Linked DNA regions of Sus scrofa: region 2 is linked to region 1. A link is a contact called in public HiChIP or PLAC-seq data. All regions are on one chromosome and are shown on one strand. Each heading gives the region's core, a stretch centred on a gene start, on an enhancer-like site or on the middle of the called end of the contact. The rest is flanking DNA. Distances are from core to core; before and after follow the strand shown.

The links. HiChIP or PLAC-seq counts read pairs in DNA pulled down with a chosen protein or histone mark.
Region 2: an H3K27ac HiChIP or PLAC-seq map of alveolar macrophages shows a contact between it and region 1. The contact joins the promoter of CDK4 here to the promoter of ARHGAP9 in region 1. A contact is called at or near these places in 2 of 5 promoter capture datasets (fetal liver and liver), 1 of 47 Hi-C or Micro-C datasets (heart right ventricle) and 1 of 2 datasets of contacts at active chromatin or transcription factors (alveolar macrophages).

The regions. Positions count from the first base shown.
Region 1 is chr5:22,759,757-22,764,294 of Sscrofa11.1, forward strand. ARHGAP9 (rho GTPase-activating protein 9) reads right to left here and starts at 2,423. Exons shown (of 18, transcript XM_021091869.1): 1 at 2,063-2,423. It overlaps MARS (methionine--tRNA ligase, cytoplasmic), which reads left to right. Exons shown (of 22, transcript XM_021091867.1): 2 at 1,128-1,630; 3 at 2,463-2,553; 4 at 2,700-2,778; 5 at 2,862-2,996; 6 at 3,601-3,676; 7 at 4,186-4,358. The coding sequence starts at 1,375.
Region 2 is chr5:23,039,215-23,043,752 of Sscrofa11.1, forward strand. It overlaps CDK4 (cyclin dependent kinase 4), which reads right to left and starts at 2,745. Exons shown (of 8, transcript NM_001123097.1): 1 at 2,679-2,745; 2 at 1,997-2,233; 3 at 1,702-1,837; 4 at 1,417-1,584; 5 at 1,142-1,251; 6 at 843-893; 7 at 567-702; 8 at 1-327. The coding sequence starts at 2,214. The coding sequence ends at 235.

The DNA of each region.
Region 1 (4,538 bases), core at 1,173-3,672:
ATGTAGGTCACAGGCATGGCTCGGATCCCTCGTTGCTGTGGCTGTGGTGTAGGCCAGCTACTGTAGCTCCGATTCCACCCCCAGCCTGTGAAGCTCCATATACCATGGGCGTGGCCCTAAAAAAAACCAAAAAAATAAAGTAGAAATATTTTATGAATAATCATATCTTAAATGCCTGGTATAGAACAAAGTAACCTCTCTGTGCTTCAGTTTCCTCATCTGAAAAATAAGAATGAGAGAAGCTATCTTATTGTTTGTAATTTAAAAAAATAACTGTTTTCTTATAACCCACCATTTTATGGAGAGAAATTTGGGCAGGGCTCAACTGGGTGATTCTCCTGTCCCACGTGGCACTGACGAGGGTCACTTTGTGGTATTCAGCAGGCAGATAGATGGGTTGTTCTGGAGAGCTCCATTCAGATATCTGACTCCGTGATGAGGATGACTGGAATGCTGGGATCAGCTGGCCTGTCAGCCAGAATGTCAACATGATACCTCTCCAGCATGGCAATCTCAGGGTAGTAAGATTTCTTACAAGGCAGCTCACAGCTTCTTGGAGTGTTCCAAGAAGCCTGGGCCTAAATTGCAAGGCTTCTTATGGCTTAGTTTCAAATGAGGCCCAGAAACTCCATAGTTTTTTGAGAATTAAATGTATACCTGCACATATTTTTTGCCACATCTGTAGTACTCGGAATTTCCTGGGCCAGGGATCCAACTGCACAGCAGCTATAACCAGAGCCACAGTAATGACAATGTTGGATCCTTAACCTCCTGAGCCACCAGGGAACTCCTATATATATATTTAGAAGTGTCCAGCTCATAAGTACTCTAAGATATCAATTATTCTTAAAGGGGTACAAAGACGATAAAGAAGGGTCCCTTTCTCAATTACTGACATGCGCTTCCTTGAGTAGTGTATACTTACTGCCAAACTCTGCTTTCTTACTCCCCAGCAATCTGAACTTTTTCCTACACAGACTCATTTCCCTTTAATGTTAGCACCTGGCTGTATACGCGCTTCAGACTGGTATGAAATAAATATATAATTGTCACATTCTTTTTTACTAATAGGATACCTACACTAATTTTCATTATGTCACTAAAATACGCTTATCTATCAATTCCAGAACTCTCTTATGAGCTCGAATCGAGAGTGGGCCATTGCGAGTAGCCGCAGTCTTGACGTCGCCACTTCAGCGAGATAACTGTACCCCTCGGTATCCTTCACCGCTCTCGGGAGGCGTTAGAGGATTACAAGCCGGATCCCACACATAAAGGTCCTTTCTGGCCCTCCCATCAAAAAGATGCCACTCTGGCACTGCGTTTACGGCCTCTTCGTCTCTATGGCACTCTTTTCCTGTTTCCTAGTGTTGTATGATGGGAGAAATAGTCTACTTCCGGAACCCAGGCCCGGGGAACAGCTTTAGTCGGAACTCCATTTCCCGGCGTGCCGCGCGGCAATCGCTTATCCCTCTGGCGGGAGACCGGTTCCGGTTGCATCAGCGTGGGACCCACGGCGAAATGAGATTGTTCGTGAGCGAGGGCGCCCCGGGGAGCCTGCCTGTGCTAGCTGCGGCCGGGAGGGCCCAGGGCAGAGTGGAGCTGCTCATCAGCACTGTAGGCCCCGAAGGTAGACGGGCTGGTGCTGGTGGGCGGTGGATGAGGAGGGCGGGACGCGAACACGCCCGACACCCACCCTACAGTTGTCTTTTACCACCCCCCATCCCCCCACCATGCACTCCCGTCAGATTTCTCCCGCAATGTCCTTGGGCACCCCATCCCGTTTCCCTCCCAGTCACATCTTTCATCGGTTACCTAATTCTCCTCAGTGTCCCCTTCCCTCATCTTTTGCCTCCCCTTCTTCGTTTCCCAGGACCTCGCCTTACTTCAGTGAAACTCTTTCCCTTTATTAACCTCCCACACCTACCCGGCACTCCCCCCCGACCCCACACACACTCGCTAGTCACTCACATGACAATTCCCCAGGCACCCCTTTCCTTTGTTCTTAGGAAACCCCACTCGCCTCTCCTAAACCCAGACACACATATTCCCTTCGGTTTACCTCTTCTCATTCCCAGCCATCTGTTTGACTCTTAAGAGGTTCTCTTGTCCATCCTCCCAGTTCTCTTAATTTTGTTCTTCCAGTGTAGCTCAGATCTCTCAGATATCCTAGTTACTTTCAGTTGTTTCAGTTCTTGGCTGCAGCACTACCCCAATACCACCGCCTCCCGTCTGCAACTCCCATCTGTTGTTTCCAGCTGGCAGTCTCAGCTGAACACCTGCTGGTCTCTCCAGCGTATTCTGGACCCACCCCCTTTCAGTGGTCCTATCCTGGAACCTCTCCTTGAGACGGCCCATCTTTCTTCCCCCAGGCCCCCAACACTGTGAAGTTGTCCTTCTAAGTTGACAGAGTATTTGTTTTCTTTTCCCTGTATTTCACCCATTTTCCTGTTCTGCATCAGAGTGTGTGGTTCCATTCCTGACTCGGCCTAAGGTCCCTGTCTTGCAACTGGATAGTGGCAACTACCTCTTCTCCGCCAGTGCAATCTGTCGGTCAGTATTGGTCCTTGATTCAGGGAGGTGGCTGAATAAAATCAGGGATTATTGTCCTCTGTGGCCTTATTTACAATCACTGTTTCACTAGGGGGTGAGAAACAGGCCCCTCTCATTCTACCTTCTGTTGCTCTCTCCCTGGTTAGATACTTCTTTCTGTTGTCTGGGTGGGAGCAAGATGACCTCACCAACCAGTGGCTGGAATGGGAAGCAACAGAGCTGCAGGTAAGACTGAGATGTGGGGGAATCACAGGCAGGCAGGCCATTGCTTTGCATGGCCATCCTGACTTGTGTCTCCCGCATTTTAGCCAGCTTTGTCCGCTGCCCTGTACTATTTAGTGGTCCAGGGGAAGAAGGGGGAAGATGTTCTTGGCCCAGTCCGGAGAGCCCTGACTCATATTGACCACAGCCTGAGTCGTCGGAGCTGTCCTTTCCTGGCTGGGGTGAGTTGGGCCTTGAGATGGGGATTGGGGAAAGCTGTGTGGTATGAGAGTTAGGAAAGAACACTGTATTCAGAGTTCCGACCCCCAAACTGCCTCTCAACTAGCAGTGTAACCTTTAAAACTCACTACACTTGGAAGTTCCCGTTGTGGCTCAGTGATAGCAAGCCCGACTAGTATCAATGAGGATGCAAGTTTGATCCCTGGTCCCGCTCAGTAGGTTAAGGACCCGGCGTTGCCAGGAGCTGTGGTGTAGGGCACAGATGCTGCTCAGATCCCACATTGCTGTGGCTGTGGCGTAGGCTGGCGGATATAGTTCTAACTTGGGATCTTCTACATGCTGCAGGAGTGGCCCTAAAAGACAAAAAAAACAAAAAAAAGAGCAGCAACAAAGAGACCTCAATAAATTCAAACCTTCAGTTTTTCATCTTTGAAAGGGGGTAATATTAGCATTCACTTCAGTGGGTTGTGAAGACTGAGATAATTAAAATATGCTTAATACGGTGCTTGATACCTTGTAAGTGTGTAGCAAATGTATGAAATGTGACATTCATTGGGAAGAAACTGAGTGCCTCACCTGCCTCTTTCTTTGCTTTTCTCAACAAAGGAGACAGAATCTTTAGCTGACATTGTTTTGTGGGGAGCGCTGTACCCGTTACTCCAAGACCCAGCCTACCTTCCTGGTGAGAACTGCCCATTGCTTCACCCCTAGCTCCAACACCAGGAGCTTGGTGTAGGGGTAACAGAGTGGGTAGGTGAATAATGAGGAACCAGTTTGAGGTGTAGCTTGATGGGCAGCTATAGCAGAAAGAGGGCTGAGGGAACTGGGAAAGCCAGCTGGAGAAACTTCATGAAGAAGAGGCTGGAGTTCTCATTGTGGCTTAGTGGTAACAAACTGGACTAGTATCTATAAGGACGAGGGTTTGATCCCCTGCCCCACTCAGTGGGTTAAGGATCTGGCGTTGCCGCCAGCTGCCATGTAGCTCAAAGACTAGGCTTGGATCTGGTGTTGTTGTGGCTGTGGTGTAGCCCGGCTGATTCGATCCCTAGCCTGGGAACTTCCATATGCCTTGGGTGTGGCCCTAAAAAACCAAAAAAAAAAAAAAAAAAAAAAAAAAAGAAGGGGTTGGGCCACCCTCCCATCTTCCCATGTTAGGTCTTGCTGATTGCCTCTTTTCTCCCCTGCCCACAGAGGAGCTGGGTACCCTGCACAGCTGGTTCCAGACGCTGAGTTCTCAGGAGCCATGTCAGCGAGCTGTGGAGACTGTGCTGAAGCAGCAGGGTGTGCTGGCCCTCCGGCCCTACCTCCAAAAGCAGCCCCAGCCCAGCTTCCTTGAGGGGAGAGCTGTCAGCAATGAGCCTGAGGTTTGGAACAAAGCAGAGGGGTTCCCACAGAGCCTCAGTGCTTCAGGTGGGCGGTGACTTGAAGAGCGCTTTTGAGCGAGGCTACTAACTTTTTCCGTTGTTGGAAAGCAAAGAGAGAATTTCTTTATGGGCTCCTCCCCCCCGGCCGTCACCCAGTGAGGGATACTCTCTACTCTTCAT
Region 2 (4,538 bases), core at 1,495-3,994, 280 kb after region 1:
AAGGAACATACCCCTTGGTGTAAGGAAATGGGGGGGGGTAAGTCTCAAAAGGAGGGGAGGGAGGGGAATGTCATTAAGGCAGCAAAATATTCTCTGTAAAAAGACAGAGGCAGTCGTCTCCACACCCCAGAGATGAAGGCAGAGATCGACTTCTCGGCAAGGGACTCTCAAGTGTTCAAAGGAAGGGAAGTGTTGGCTTCTCTTCTCTTGGTTCTGTTGCAACCATTCCATTGCTCACTCTGGGTTACCTTCTGCCTTATGTAGATAAGAGTGCTGCAGGGCTCGGAAGGCAGAGATTCGCTTGTGTGGGTTAAAAGTCAGCATCTCCTAAGAAGGGAGGCAAAGGTCAGAAAACTGTGAAGAAAACAAAATAGACTTCTACTCACCCTTAACAATATCTAGAATGGGTTCTTTTCTATCTCTCTTTGTGGACTGCCATTCAAAGCAGCAAGAGAAAACTAGCCCATCCACTAATGAGTCTCAGTGATCACAATGTGTTTGGGTCCCTTTTATACTGCTGTTTTTTCACCCCAATCTCACCCTGTGCCCATACCCAAGCCCAGTACCAGTAGCAGCTGTGCTCCAGACTCCTCCATCTCAGGTACCACCGACTGCACTGGGCGGGGCCCTCTGGGGGAAAAGGCTCCTCGGGGTAGAGACACATCTCGGGGCCAGTCATCCTCTGGGGGCAGCCCAATCAGGCTATGGGAAACAGGAGAACTCTGGTCAGGAGGGCCCGTCTCTAGCCCCCACCCCCAGGGGCAGAGCCAGTTTCCAACCAGGGCTCAGCAGAAAGAGGACGACTAAGAATGGAAAACTCTTTTCCCTTCCCAATCACTTACTCAAAGATTTTGCCTAACTGGTCAGCTTCAGAGTTTCCACAGAAGAGAGGCCTGAGGTGAGAAAAGACATAAGACAGCAGTCATTTTCAAACATATGGTGGAAGAATGATTACAGCTTAGTAGCTCAGAACATCGGGTATGTAGAATAAAGAGCTATGGAATTCCTAATTCCAGGATATTTCAGAGCTTCTGGTTATAGACCAGATGGTCAGGAGTACTCAAGTAGAAGAGTGGCCATGACATGGATGTGGTTTATGAATAAGAGATTTGGGAAATTATGGGTTATTTGGGCCCCATACTTTCGACGAAACATCTCTGCGAAGATACAGCCAACGCTCCACATGTCCACAGGTGTTGCATACGTAGACTGCAAAAGAACTTCTGGAGCACGGTACCAGAGTGTAACCACCTAATAGGAATAAGAAGGGTCGATGAGGTCCCTACTCCTTACCATGAAGCACAACTGCTTCACTGAAGTCAAGCACGTAAAAAACACGTGACTTCCCAACTGCTACGAGCAAGCATTCTCCTCCCACTAACCAGAAGCCATTTTGGCTACCATCTTTCTACTGACCACAGGTGTAAGTGCCATCTGGTAGCTGTAGATTCTGGCCAGGCCAAAGTCAGCCAGCTTGACTGTCCCACCACTTGTAACCAGAATGTTCTCTGGCTTCAGGTCTCGATGAACGATGCAGTTGGCATGAAGGAAATCTAGGCCTCTTAGAAACTGACGCATCAGATCCTGGTTTAGAAGGGGGAGGTACAGAGAAACTGGAAACTAGGCATCATACTGGAAGCCACAACAGATGCTACTACAAAGATCCCAGTTTACTTCTCAGTATATGTCCATCCTACTCACCTTGATGGTCTCCACCGGCAAGCCTGGTGGGGGTGCCTTGTCCAGATATGTCCTTAGATCTTGGTCCACATGCTCAAACACCAGGGTCACTTTGGTCTCTCGATCAGTTCGGGCAGTGGCACAGACATCCATCAGCCTGGCCAGAACAAAAGGTCACTCAGTGATCAATCATCTTTGACCTAACATGGCTTCCCCTATTCCTTCAGGGTCCCCACTTCTTTCAACCACCACTCCCCACCTACAGGTTGTCTATTCCTTTTTACTACCCACTCCCAACCCTCCACCTTCTTCTCACCGGACAACATTGGGATGCTCGAAAGCCTCCAGCCGGCGCAGTAAGGCCACTTCACGAACCGTGCTGATGGGCAGGCCCCCTCCAGCACCTCCTCCATTGGGGACTCTTACGCTCTTGAGGGCCACAAAGTGGCCACTGTGGGGATCCCGTGCTTTGTACACGGTCCCATAGGCACCAACACCAATCTCCGCCACTGGTTCATACCGGGAGGTAGCCATTCTCAGACCAGATGAGACCCTACAATCACAGAGACTCCTGCCACCAAATTCCCTTCCAGAGTTCAAATAGTTATGAGCCTGCGGCAACAAAGTGTCTCGCACAAAACATATCCCAAAGACAACAAGAGCAGCATCCCGTCCCTTCCCCAAATTTCCATAAGGCCGACCCCCCTAGGTAACACAATGATTAACCAAAAGCCCTCCAGCCACGTGAGGCCCTAGAATTAAAAAATTCCTTCTTCTTTGGGACTATCAAGCCCTGTACAAGGGAAATCCCACACGACACACCCCCTGCATTGAAGACCCTTCACCTAGTCCTTTAAATTACACCTCCCTATGACCACAAAGGAACATACTACACCCTGCACCACTTCCCGCCCTCGAGCGACCCTTCCAGACCAGCCCGCGTAGGAAGCCGGGGAGGACTAGAATGGTCCCTATTCCTGGAAGGGGGCTACACTTACCTCGCCCCGTGTCAGGAGCTGCGGGGGCGGCCCGTTATCGGGGCCCCGGAGCCGGTTCTTGCAGCGCCATGCACTCGAGCTCTGTCTGGGGCAGCTGGACTCTACGGGCCCGACCATAGACATAGGCCGCAGGCTAGAGCGGCCCCCTTTGCCCCCACCCTCACCATGTGACCAGCTGCCAAAGAGGCGCGCGGAAACTGGCAGGGCGGGGCGAATGTGCCGGACGTTCGGAACACGTGACCAGAGTACGCGTGCGCAGAAAGGCAGCTTGGAGCCTATTTGACCGGGAAGGGGGCGGGGAAGGGAAAGGGGCGGAGGGGCGATGGCAGCCACGTGATCTGTTGCTATCACACGTGACCGCTTGACTGCTTGGAGGAGCAGAGGTGTGGTTACGCTGTAGGGCACGTGACTGGCTGCCGTAACTCTGGCGAGGGGGGGGCGGGAGCCTAGAGAAGGTGGAGTCCAATACGGTGCCATGGCAACCTGGGCCACCCAGATCCCAATTCCCCATTGCAGGCCGAGCCGGAGCGCCAACTCCAGTGTCACTATGCGTCTGTCACTCTATATGCAGAGTGGGGGGCCTGGGGACGTGAGGAGGTGCTGTCGCCTTTATGTACCACCGCCATCGGAAAACATATTCTCATTTGTGTCTTTGTTTCATTCACTCATTCAACAAATTTTTACCGAACGCTTACTTCCTGTGTAAATGTACGGTTTTTGCTACATGAGTTTTTTTGGTGTCTCAGGCACTAGCCCTTTAAGGTAGTGAAAAGGCTATATGTAAAGATATAGCCGGCAGCGTGATCATATAAAATAGAGAGGACACAATACCCGTTTTAGGGCAAAACTAGCATTAAAGGACTGATGGAAGGCAGATAAATACAGTAATCCAACAGGAAGCGTGGCAAGGTAGTGTGCCTTCACCTCTTCAGAACTTCCATTTCTCCCTGGGAGTGTTAAAGCAGAATCTAGATACCTCCTGGCAGAGAGGTTATTAATGAGCTGGAAACAGGAATACTTGACCTTTAAGGTTCTTTTCCAGAGTTCCTGCTGTGGTGCAGCGGGGTGAGATCCGTTGAGTTAGTTGTCTCTGTGGTGGCACAGGTTCAACCCTACCAGGCGCAGGGGGTTAGCGATCCCACGTTGATACATCTGCAGCTCGGATTCAGTTCCTGGCCGGGAACTTCCATATGCCACAGGTGGGGCCAAAAAAAAAGTTTCTTTTCTGCACTAAGATGGTGTGTGTGTGTGTGTGTGTGTGCACGCGCGCGCGCACGCTATTATATACATCATATACAGATGGATATAGGAATGAGTGTGTGCAAGGAAGTTACCACCACATTGCATAAAAATGACTATGCCCTTGTCCAAACCTTCTAACTTTTTATATGGGGCCATTGAGTGGCCTTCTCTTCCACCAGTGCAAGCTTCCTTAGCCTTTGTCCCTCCACAGAACAAATGTTCCCCACTCACAGACATCTAGGTAGGCAATAGGCAGGTTTCTCTGGCTTCTCTTGTCTTACTGGCTCCAACTTCTTTATCTCCCAACCCTTTGGGGGAATGGGGATAAGGAAACGTAAGGATCAGTGTCTCATTAATGATAAACTGTCTAATATCTGAAACCATTCTATTAGTCTATTTGCTCTCCTTGCACCCTAACTTCTGTTCTCCTTAACCATCTGGCTGAGGATGTCAAGCTTGAGATGAACATAAATTGTGTTGCATTCTTTTTTTTTTTGTCTTTTGTTTTTTTTTAGGGCCACACCTGTAGCATATGGAGGTTCCCAGGCTAGGGTTCGAATCAGAGCTGTAGCTGCCAGCCTACACCACAGCCACAGCAATGCTGGATCCTTAACCCAC